Regions from separate parts of the Sus scrofa genome. Here regions 1 and 2 are each linked to region 3. The links are chromatin contacts, called in public Hi-C and HiChIP or PLAC-seq maps. All regions are on one chromosome and are shown on one strand. Each heading gives the region's core, a stretch centred on a gene start, on an enhancer-like site or on the middle of the called end of the contact. The rest is flanking DNA. Distances are from core to core; before and after follow the strand shown.

The links. Hi-C and Micro-C count contacts between places; a contact is called where the count stands out from the background. HiChIP or PLAC-seq counts read pairs in DNA pulled down with a chosen protein or histone mark.
Region 1: a Hi-C map of skeletal muscle shows a contact between it and region 3, with 9 times the contacts expected there. The contact joins the enhancer-like site here to the promoter of PCBP1 in region 3. A contact is called at or near these places in 2 of 5 promoter capture datasets (fetal liver and liver), 25 of 47 Hi-C or Micro-C datasets (alveolar macrophages, blood, brain and 13 more) and 2 of 2 datasets of contacts at active chromatin or transcription factors (alveolar macrophages and skeletal muscle).
Region 2: a contact with region 3 is called in an H3K27ac HiChIP or PLAC-seq map of skeletal muscle. The contact joins the promoter of ASPRV1 here to the promoter of PCBP1 in region 3. A contact is called at or near these places in 3 of 5 promoter capture datasets (fetal liver, fetal skeletal muscle and liver), 32 of 47 Hi-C or Micro-C datasets (adipose tissue, alveolar macrophages, blood and 16 more) and 2 of 2 datasets of contacts at active chromatin or transcription factors (alveolar macrophages and skeletal muscle).

What each region holds. Positions count from the first base shown.
Region 1 is chr3:72,345,148-72,349,078 of Sscrofa11.1, reverse strand. The region is part of intron 3 of ASPRV1 (retroviral-like aspartic protease 1); the gene reads right to left. Among named protein-coding and RNA genes, the nearest start is that of ASPRV1, 23 kb to the right of the region's middle. Within about 2 kb of position 2,223, at least 70 of the 83 cell types and tissues checked have an H3K27ac peak or open chromatin away from gene starts, as enhancers often do. A contact at or near this core is called in alveolar macrophages, brain, epiblast stem cells and 8 more, where this site is marked.
Region 2 is chr3:72,322,189-72,325,891 of Sscrofa11.1, reverse strand. ASPRV1 (retroviral-like aspartic protease 1) reads right to left here and starts at 1,934. Exons shown (of 13, transcript XR_002342602.1): 1 at 781-1,934.
Region 3 is chr3:72,378,084-72,381,917 of Sscrofa11.1, reverse strand. It overlaps PCBP1 (poly(rC)-binding protein 1), which reads left to right and starts at 1,554. Exons shown (of 1, transcript XM_003125057.4): 1 at 1,554-3,275. The coding sequence starts at 1,823. The coding sequence ends at 2,893. The region is part of intron 3 of ASPRV1 (retroviral-like aspartic protease 1); the gene reads right to left.

The DNA.
Region 1 (3,931 bases), core at 974-3,473, 34 kb after region 3:
AGGAGAGAGGTAGACAACAGTAGAAGAAGGACAAAGGTGGAACAACTCTACAAGGCAGAGTGGTCAGGCCATTAATGAGATAAAGTGCTACCGACAGTGGCCTTACAAGGATAAAGTGGTTCCTCTTATTGGAGGACATTGCCAAGACTTTTTGAGAAAAACAATTAAAAGTCAGGTCTTCAAGGATGAGTAGATTTGGGGTATTTAGAATAAGGAGGGCTTTCCAGAGGCCCTGTTAGAGGGAAAGTAAAGTGTGGCTGATTGGGGAAAGGACCAGACAGGGAGCAGGAGATGGGGTGGGGCTGGAAGGAATGGAATGGTAATTGTAGCCTCACAGAGGCTAGAGCCAGATAGGGCCTTAGAGCTCATCTGGTGAGGAAACCAGAGATGGGGAGGAATTTGCAGTACCAGGCAAGGAAAAGGCAGGGTCTCTATTCTACCCTGGCCTCTGGTCGCCCAGACCAGTGCTCCTTCCATGCAACAAACTTTATCAATTTGCCAAAACTAAGAGGCCATCTCCTTGGCACAGTATTTGCTATGGCTTCCTGGATCAAAGACTAGCAGCAGGATGAGGGATTAGTGTCAGAGCCTGGGAGACAGCCAGGAAGCTACTGCAGTGGCCTGGCAAGGTGACAGATGAAACCCGAAGAAGGAGGAGTGGTAGGAACAAAGAGGAGGGATCAGAGAAATAAATACTGCAAAGGTCACACTGCCAGGACCCAGCACTTGATCTGATAATGGGAGGCAATCTAGAGGAAGGGACTGGACCTGAGTTTCCAGCCCTTCAGAGAAGGCAGCTTCAGTCATGTGAGAAGAGCCCAAGGGGAGAGGGGGTGAGAAGTCGGTGAGGAGCAAGAAGGGGCAGGTAGTTTCTCTAAGTCCTGTGGCATTGAAGAGCAGTCCCCTCCTCTGGCTACTGTTTGTGCAAGATACATACATCGCTATAATTCTTCTGGAAAAACACACAAGGCAGTGGTATTAGTCAGGGCTTTGGGAGAGGAAAATGGGTGGTTAGCAGACACGAGTCTGTTGTCTCTCCGTTTTATATTAATTATACCTTTGGATTATGAACCATGGCCATGTAATATCTAATAGCAAAATAATTAGAAAAAAGTTTTTCAAGTTGTATAGAAAATGGAAGGAAAGAAGTAGGAAATACCACAAGGAACAAACAGACTATTTTTTTTCATTAGGAAGGGGAGACTTGAGCACCTTGGGAGGATGAAATTGAAAATGTGAGGGGGAGGGGTTAGGTGAAACCCGGCCAGAAGGAGGAGGAGAGAGCTCTGAGGCTCAGGAGGAAGTTAGTCTTGCAAGGGAGGAGAAAAGACCTTCAGCAGAAAAAGGGTGGAAAGGAGGAAAATGGAGGGAGGTCGCCGGCGGATCCCACCTCTGACAGCAGGCATGATGAAGTGACAGACACCCGGCAGGCTAGCAAAATGCTCCTGGGTCTTGGGGATAAGGACCTCTCAGACCTCACTGGTGAAAGCGGGAATTGTTCTCGCCCTGGGGGCTCCCTATTCAAGGGAGCACCGTTTGTGGTGATAAAACACAGGAAACAAAGGAAAGGGCGTGAACAACAGAATTATTGAGTAAACCGAGGTGCCTTCATGCCAAGGATTAATACTCAGCCATTATTAGAGTGAATCCCTGCCGGGATTTGGGGTTTCCATGATGTACTAGAAAACCAAGATGCAGAGTGGTGTATACTATTATGATGCCATTTTGGAAAACAAAAGATGCCGTGTGTGTGTGTGTGTGTGTGTGTGTGTGTGTGTGTGTGTGTGTGTTTGATTTGTCGTGGTCATGGGGAAAATCACTGAAGTACATAGGTTAATACTGGGAGAGTGGAAGATGAAGGAAGAAGGGGGAGAAATCCTTCCTACTTACACAGTAAAAATGAGCAAGTGCAAGACAAAAGCAGAAACCACCTAGGACCCAGGATCGGCGATAAAGACCCTGAGGCAAGGAGTCCAGGGCGCAGGAGCAGTAGCACCAGACGAATGGGAGCGCCCACTGGTTATTTCCAACTCGTGGGCGTCTGTGCCGGCGCGAGGCGCGCGGCCGGGGCTTCCTCTGGGCTCTTTGTTGAGGAGGACGGGGAGAGAGGAGAGCGCGCTGCGCCGCCAGCGCTTGCGGAAGGGCAAGGGAGGAGGCGCGGGCGGGGACTGGGTTCCTGCCAAGCGTCGGCCCTGGCCGGGCGCCCCGGCCCGCGTTCTCTCGGGGGCGGCGCTCCCCCGCTTGGACCCGCGCTTCCGGGTCCGGGACAAAGACGCCCGCGCGCCTGCCACGCACCCCCGCCGCCGGCCTTCTGGCCCCCTCTCCTCCAGCCGCTGCCCCGCTCCCCTCCAGCAGCCCTTTGCTCCGCACCCCTTTTGTTTTTAATCCCTCCAGTTTCCCCGCTCCCACCCCACCCCACTCCCGCCCTTCAGCTCCTCGTGACTTCTTATCTACTCGCGGTCTCTACAAATTTGCTCTTCTGTATAACTCATGGAGGGAATCGCACATATTTGGCCTTTTGCGTCAGGTTTACTTTGTTTAGCATGATGTTTTCAGGATCCACCCATGTTGTAACATCTGAGAACTTCATTCCTTTCATTATATATATATATGTATATATATATATATATATATATATTTTTTTGCGGTAAAATGTAGGTAACCTAAAATTTACGAATTTAACCAAATTAAGTGTACCGTTCAGTGACATTAAAGTACGTTCACATGGTTGTGCAACCATGGCCACTGTCCATCTCCAGAACTTTTCTGTCATCCCCAACTGAAAATTTGTACCCATTAAACAGTAACTCCGACCTTTATGGGGTGTCTGCAATGGTTGTGTTCCGTCTTTGGGGACTTGAGGGAGACAAAGCCATACACTGAAGAAGACTGATGTAGATGACAAGGATGCCAAAAATCATCCTTGGTCATAGGACAAATCATATATGAGAAAGAGCAGAGGTAACTAAGAATATTCAAAAAAGTGAAGTCCTAGGATGATACTAATTCATGCTAAAAAACAAAACCCTAAAAGGAAGGCAAACTTTAAAAACCCCACAAAATCCTGGAGGTTTTATTTTCTCAGGGTTTTTTTGCCCTTTTTTTTTTTTTTTTTTCTTTAACTAACACACTCCTGGTAAATGGAGATTCCCAGCCTAGGGGTGGAATCAGAGCTGTAGCTGCAGCCTACACCACAGTCACAGCAGCAGCAATGCAGGACCCAAGCCCCATCTGTGACCTACACCACACCTCATGGCAGTGCTAGATCCTTAACCCCACTGATTGAGGCCAGGAATGGAACCCACACCCTCATGGATCCTAGTCGGTTTGTTAACCGCTGAGCCATGAAGGAAACTCTTGGAGGTTTTAATTTAACAACAAATTTTTAACAAGCAGACAGGCTTTCTTTCAAGAGGCTCTTAGAAGACACAGCAAGAACAGAGTCCACCATCTGTAAGTCAGGAAGAGGGCTATCACTAGACACTGAATTTCCTAGTACCTTGATCTTGGATTTCTGCCTTCAAAACACTGAGAAATAAACATCCATGGTTACAACATCAAAAATATATATATTTATTGAGTTCCCTTTGTGGCTTGGTGGGTAATGAATCTGACTAATATCCATGAGGATGTAGGTTTGATCCCTGGCCCTGCTCAGTGGATTAAGGATCTGATGTTGCCATGAGCTGCTGTGTAGGTCACAGATGTGGCTCAGATCTAGCATTGCTGTGGCTGTAGGGTAGGCTGGCACCTGTAGCGCCAATTTGACTCCTGGCCTGGGAACTTCCACATGACACAGGTGTGAGCCTAAAAAAAAAAAATTAAAAAGCCAACGGAGTCATGTAATTGGAAAAGACTCAAGGGACCAGAAAAACTCTTTACCCGAGTGAAGGACAGCAGTGGATAAAAGTGATTACAACTGCTGTCAATA
Region 2 (3,703 bases), core at 685-3,184, 56 kb after region 3:
TCTCAGTTAAGTAGTATCACAGGTGCTGGGGCCCAGAGAAAATTCCCATCACCACCCTCCCCCAAATTCTGATCAGGCCCCAGGTTCAACTCGTCAGGTCATCGATGAGTCATTTGCCACCTTTTCTTCCAAAGCCACAGGCAGGACTTGGAACTCATGCTAAGAAAAGGGAAGCTTCAGTCCACTAAGTACCAGGACACAGAACCGTACAAAGCCTTTTGTTCTACGGACTACCCAGGGATTAATGCCCCTGCCAAGTGACTCTAAGGACCCAGTGGAGCTGAGTGGGAAAAAATAATTTTTTATATTTTGACTAACCATCTGCCACGTGCTAGACACAGACTAGTTAAGTCTGCAGAGTGGAGGATATTTTGCAAAGGAGAAAACCGACAGAAGTACTGAATGACTCTCTCAGGGCAAACAGTAAGAGGCCAGCAGGAGCCCACGCTCCCCCTCACTCCCCATCCCGCCGCACCGCTAGGGCGAAACACGGCCAATACCAGGCAGGCGGGGAGGAGCCCGGACGCAGCTGCTCCCTCCCCGCCAAGCCGCGCTTTCTGAAGCTCCGGGTGCGGCCTGGGCCCCACGTGCCCGCTGCTCCCGCGGACCCGCGGGTCGGAGTCCAAGCTCCGTCGGCCCGAACCAGGAAGTCGGTGCCCGGCCTCCCAGCGGGTCTGAAGGCGGCTAGGTTACGCCTGGGCGACCTAGCCGGCTAACGACCTCAGGAGTCTCGCGCTGGGCCGCCGGAACCCCTCCTCTCCGAGCCCGCCCCGTCAGCACCTTTCCCGCAGCTCGGCCCGCCGCCCTGGCCCGCCCGGGCCCCACAGCGGGTCACGAGGCAGCGCCGGAGAGTCGGCAGTAGGCGCGGCCCCGTCAGCCCCAGCGGAGCCTGCGCTCGGCGCCACCCCCACGCCGCGCGCCACGTCCCCAACCCCCCCGCCCCCGCGTGCCACGCGGGGAACCCCGGTGACGTCACCGCCCTCCTGTTCTCGCCTTCCCGCGCTCTCCAGAAAAGACGCGAAGGTGGTGACGTGTCCGGGAATTCAATGCGCCTGCGCAGGAGGCGTCAGCCACACAACGTCCTGCAGCGCCGCCTGGTGGAAGAAAAGCCCAAACCGGCCGGAAGCGTCGACGCGGGCGAGAGGAGAACGTGACTGACGTCAGCTCTTGGAGCCGAGGGGGCGACCGCCGCGTGACCGGCCCTCGCTCTGCGCGCCTGCGCATCTTTATCGTCTCCTTTTAAGCACAGGGTGGAAACTTGATTATTTCGCTCCTTGTTTTAAGATTGTAACCTTTCCTTGTATCGAATGGGTTAAATTGGTCTTTAAAGGAAAAACAAAGTGGGGGGGGAAGAAAATATATGAAGAAAAGGAATAGCAATACTCTTCATATTTACTTCCAGCCTTTTTTTTTTTTTACTTAAATCAAAATTGAGATTTGCTGTGGTTTTAAGCCCAAAGTTCTTAGGGAGGTACAAAAAGCACCAAAGCTAAGTTAGAAAAACACGGTAGAAGAGAGAAGTGCAGAACAATAGGTGAAAGGATAATAGCTAGTATATAACAAGCGTTTCAGACAGTATCTTATTTACCCTGCATAATATCCAGCTGAGGAAACTGTGGCTCAGAGGGTTAAATAGCTTGTCTGAGATGGCTCTGCTGCTATCCACTCTGGTAAGTGGGTAGCAGAGTGTGTTGACGGGTTGGGGCGTTGAACCCAGGGGTTAAAATCTGAACCGTAGGACGGTGGGCTGGGGAGAATGGCGAAAAACCTCAGGGAACATACATGGATGAAGACACTTTTTGTACTTCTGTATCGTGGGATTAGAACTAGTTCGTAGGAACGTGTTGGGTCAACTTGGCAGGAGCGCACCTTAAGCAGCTCACGCTATTACACTCCCTTGAAATGCATAGCTACTCTTAAGGGCCCCTAACTGCGGAGGTCACCGCCTGCAGCACTGCCCTCTCCCGTTAATAGTCGCGAAAGGTAGCGGTCAGCACCAGCACAGGTATTAGGTCCTGCAACCCAAAGTGCAGTCTGCAGTCCAGCAGCATTTCTTCCATCTTATAAACGCCATCCCAATCCCTTGGTGAAGCAGGTGGGATGGTAGAAAGATACGAAGGGAGTTTGCAGAGCTGGATGGTGGAAGGGCAGGCAGACAGGGAGCAGGGTACTTAAGGAGGTTTTAAAAGAGGATCATATAAGGAGTACCAAAAAATATCACAAGATGCAAAGGAAGAAAAGTAGGAAATCAATCTGAGAGACTAACAAAAGAAAGAACTAGGTTAAGGGGGTTAAGCAAGTCCAACTTGGGATAAGTCACCAAAAAAGTAGACACAAGTGCTGTTCTTTGTAGGTGACTTTTGTGTGTATTATGCTTGAGACAGTCCCTAATTCAAAGAACTGGAGGAAGGCAGCCCCTGCCCATTCCCCCATCTTCAGCAGATGGAGTAGGGTTTCTCTGGGTTCTTGTAATAGAGGGCAGATCAGGCAGTGACAAGAGTGCCCCTGGGATGACATACACAGGTTGTACTATATATGGCCAGGCCTCAGGGCTGGTGTGGATGCAAGTGTGTGCACATGTGGGTTGGAGGGAAGGGCAGGTTATTAGCAGACCAGATGTAACAGGAATCAGTGAAAGATGGAGTGAATTTTTGTGACTGGAAATGGCTTGGCCCAGAAAGTCACAGGGCTGATAGCATCTGGTACCTTGAGAAAGCCAGGTGGCAGGCTTATAAACCTTCACTTAGGTGGGTAGTTCTTGGGAGTCAGATTTTCTGGACTTTTGGGTGGCCTGTCATTCTTCCAAATAGTAGTAGCAAGCTGTTGAGATGATAGTTCTGGTAGAGGCAGGTGTGAATCGAAGTGTTCTAGGTATAGGAGTAATAAGTTGTCCTCATGATGCCCATTACGTTAGGGGCCCAGCCATGTTGCCTGGAGGAGTTAAGATGGATTCTCTCTCAGACCCATTAATACACTCAGTCTGAGGATGATCAGTCTGTGCAACAGAAAGTTGCGTAGACATGAAGGGTTTTGTGCTGCTCACACTAGAATACAAAGTGGCTGCAGCATGGAAAGGCAGTAGCTGGGCAGTCCCCAGAAGTGTAAGATTCCAACAATTAATGGAGGAGATATGCAGGGGATGATACAGATGAGTGTGTATATGGGTGGGTACAGAGTTTGAAGAGCACTAGGACCACTCTACTCTGATAGCATGGGTAGAGTCTGAAATGAGGTCAAGGCTGATGGTGTCCCAAAGGTGTCTAGGAGTGGGTACAGTACTCGGCTAGGGCCATGTGTGACCTGGCAAAGTCTGTTTAGAAAAGGTCAATGCAACTCTGAACATCATTCCAGACTTTTTCTTGGCTATACCTGTAGCATGTTGAAGTTCCCAGGCCAGGGATCAAACTCACACCACAGCAGTGACCTGTGCCACAGCAGGGACAATGCCAGGTCTTTTAACCTACTGAGCCGCTGGTGAAATCTGCCATTCTAGATTTTGATGGGCTCTATTGGTGGGCCAGGGGTGGTCCTGGGAGAAGTCCTTAGTATTTGAGTGGGGGCTTCTTTGGATAAATTATTTGCCCTAGCCATGTGTTTTATGACCCCTGTTGGGTCATTAAAAAAAAAAAAAAAAGTATTGCTAGACCTAGCCAGGATTTGCCTGTCAGTCATAGGCTTGGTTTGGTCAAAAAGCTATGACTAA
Region 3 (3,834 bases), core at 305-2,804:
ACTAATCAATGGTTCTGTTTCCTCGCCCCCGCCCCCACAATCATCCATTATTAAACTTGAAATGAGCAGAGACTCGGTATGATGCCCACATTTCACTTATTCACGTTCCCCTTTCAAATTAATTTGAAAATTACAATAAAATTCGCCCGCTGAGGTTGGGACCAGCCTGCAGGGTTTCACTCCTATCTGGTAAGAGTACTCGCTGCACGGGAAAGGCCCCAACCCACCGGCATCCGGAGCCGGGAGGGGGGAGGGGCGCGTTCTAGAGCTTTCAGGCCGACCCCAATTTCTCGTTGGCGACGAATCCAGGCCACGTGTCGCCATTTTGTGTTCAGGAAACATGGCGGCTACGCCCGCGGGGACGAAGGAGGGGGCGGAGGGGCCGCCACGTTAGCCGCTTTCTCTCAGGGATCCGGAAGGACGCTAAGCACCCGGTCTTTTCTGTCAGGCTCAGCCAAAGGAAAGGGGAAAGGGCAGAAATCACAACTGCCACACCAACCACCCCAGCGACCTTTCTTTAGCGAGAGGAACCCGCGGCTGGACACTCGGCAGCAAAGGCCTTCCAAGATGGCGGGCCCGGTTGGGGGCCGCCCCCAGAGAGCGCGGGCGCGGCGCGGCGGCTGCACCATGCGGGAAAAGGCCGATGTGCAGTAGCGGGAGCTTAACCTTGGCGGGGAAAACCGCAGGAACTCCCCGAGCACGGGTAAATGCGGTGCCCTAAATGAACGCCACTGTCTGAAATGTCTGACAAGGTGGCAGCGACTAAACACCTGCGCAGGAGGTGGGGGTTTCTGCGGGTCTAACAAAGTTGCAAAATGCAGACAAAGCATTATGTAAATGGACGCCATACTCTTTATGGCCATGTTTCTAACACTTCCCAGAAACCATCAGTAGAGCCGCGAATTTGGCGGCGGCGCAGGAGGGCTTTCGGCCTTTCTCCTCACAGGCCGCCTCCGCGGTGGCGGGGAGGGGGTGGGGGCTGGCGCGGGGCGCCCGGACGCCGAGGACGAAGGGGCCCCACGTGCCCGCCCGCCGGCGCGCGCCCGCGCCCGCGCCCGCCCAGCGGGCCTCGCCTCGCCGCCCCTCCCCCCGGAAGACCACAGTTGCCCCTCCCATCCTCCCCACACCCTCGCGCACGCGCTCTGGCTGCCTCACGCGCACGTTTTAAACCCGCGGCGTCCTAGCTGCCGCCTGCAGTTTCTCCCGGGGCTGTCCGAGTCGCTCCGTGTCCAAATCGCTTTTATAGAGAGGAAAAATAATGTGTCGCACCGTCATTCACAACACTACATTTCCAATCATCCGCCGGCGCCTCTAGGGTTAATAGAATACATGTTCGTTTTTAAGCCTTGCCGGACTCACAGCTTTTACCCACCGGGGCTTTATTTTCAATGCTAGGCTGGTAAAAGGGTTTTCTAAAAAACTATTCCATGGGGATTGGCGTAATCTTGTGACCTAAAAACCATGGGTCCTCTTTTTTTTTTCAAGGGGTCCTGCGCACAAGCACTTCCGGGGTCAGAGGGTACGCGGGGTTGAAAGCGGGCTTCCCGCCCCGCCCAGACCGCCGAGGCTGCCGCCGGAGTCGCCACCGCCGCGCCCTCGCCCACCCGCCCGCCCGCCGCTCCCGGCCCCGCTCGCCCCCTCCGCCGCCGCCGCCCGCCCCTGCGACGACGCCGCGGCCTCCCTCCCGCGCCCGCTCGCTCCCGCGGCCCTCGCTCGCCTCGCGCCGGCAGTTTTGGGCCTACACCTCCCCTCCCCCCGCCAGCCACCAAAGACTTGACCACGTAACGAGCCCAACTCCCCCGAACGCCGCCCGCCGCTCGCCATGGATGCCGGTGTGACTGAAAGTGGACTAAATGTGACTCTCACCATTCGGCTGCTTATGCACGGAAAGGAAGTAGGAAGCATTATTGGGAAGAAAGGGGAGTCGGTTAAGAGGATCCGCGAGGAGAGTGGCGCGCGGATCAACATCTCGGAGGGGAATTGTCCGGAGAGAATCATCACTCTGACCGGCCCCACCAATGCCATCTTTAAGGCCTTCGCTATGATCATCGACAAGCTGGAAGAAGATATCAACAGCTCCATGACCAACAGCACGGCGGCCAGCAGGCCCCCGGTCACCCTGAGGCTCGTGGTGCCGGCCACCCAGTGCGGCTCCCTGATTGGGAAAGGCGGCTGTAAGATCAAAGAGATCCGCGAGAGTACGGGGGCCCAGGTCCAGGTGGCGGGGGATATGCTGCCCAACTCTACCGAGCGGGCCATCACCATTGCTGGCGTGCCGCAGTCTGTCACCGAGTGTGTCAAGCAGATCTGCCTGGTCATGCTGGAGACGCTCTCCCAGTCTCCGCAAGGGAGAGTCATGACCATTCCGTACCAGCCCATGCCGGCCAGCTCTCCGGTCATCTGCGCGGGCGGCCAAGATCGGTGCAGCGACGCTGCGGGCTACCCTCATGCCACCCATGACCTGGAGGGAACACCTCTAGATGCCTACTCGATTCAAGGACAACACACCATTTCTCCGCTCGATCTGGCCAAGCTGAACCAGGTGGCAAGACAACAGTCTCACTTTGCCATGATGCACGGCGGGACCGGATTCGCCGGAATTGACTCCAGCTCTCCAGAGGTGAAAGGCTATTGGGCAAGTTTGGATGCATCTACTCAAACCACCCATGAACTCACCATTCCAAATAACTTAATTGGCTGCATAATCGGGCGCCAAGGCGCCAACATTAATGAGATCCGCCAGATGTCCGGGGCCCAGATCAAAATTGCCAATCCAGTGGAAGGCTCTTCTGGTAGGCAGGTTACTATCACTGGTTCTGCTGCCAGTATTAGTCTGGCCCAATATCTAATCAATGCCAGGCTTTCCTCTGAGAAGGGCATGGGGTGCAGCTAGAACAGTGTAGGTTCACTCATAACCCCTTTCTGCTGTTTTCCCATGATCCAACTGTGTAATTTCTGGTCAGTGATTCCAGGTTTTAAATAATTTGTAAGTGTTCAGTTTCTACACAACTTTATCATCCGCTAAGAATTTAAAAATCACATTCTCTGTTCAGCTGTTAATGCTGGGATTCATATTTAGTTTTATAAGCTTTTCCCTGTTTTTAGTTTTGTTTTGGGTTTTTGGCTCATGAATTTTCTGTTTGTCGATAAGAAATGTAAGAGTGGAATGTTAATAAACTTCAGTTTAGTTCTGTAATGTCAAGAATTTAAAAATTAAAAATGGATTGGTTAAAAAATGCTTCATATTTGAAAAAGCTGGGAACTACTATCTTAAACTCTTTGTTGGTGCATTTTTTTCCCCCTCCCCTTTTAGCATAAGGGCTTTGTAGGGAGAAGGGTGGGCCCGTCCTTGGTATTTTCTCAAGTCCTTTTCACCTTATTGGTAAGATTCCATTCCCTCTCAGTTCCAACAAAGGAGCACAGCAGGCTGCGCCCATTTTGGGGTGGTTGCAGAGATGGGGATGCTCTCTTGAAAAGTGACATCTCTCCAGCCAGATTCCAGAGAGAGGCCTCTGCCCATTTCTCTGATGGAAAACATAAGGGATTTCTTAGATGGAAAAAGTATGCCCATTCTCTAGACCTCTGATGAATGGCAGTATATCCTCTCTTACCAGCCCCACCCCCAATCTCACGTGGAAAACTCTTAGGAACAAAAAAGAAAAAATGTTCTGAGGTGGGAGGAGCGTGGGGGACCCAGAGAGGAGGTGGAGGAGGGAAGGGCTGGACTGGGGGTGAAGGGAGGGGCTGAGGTGGAGGGAAGGGCCAGGGGCTAGGGTGGGGCGGGGTGGGGAGGGCCTTAGAAGAGGTGGAGGTGGGGATGGAGGGTCTTGGTTG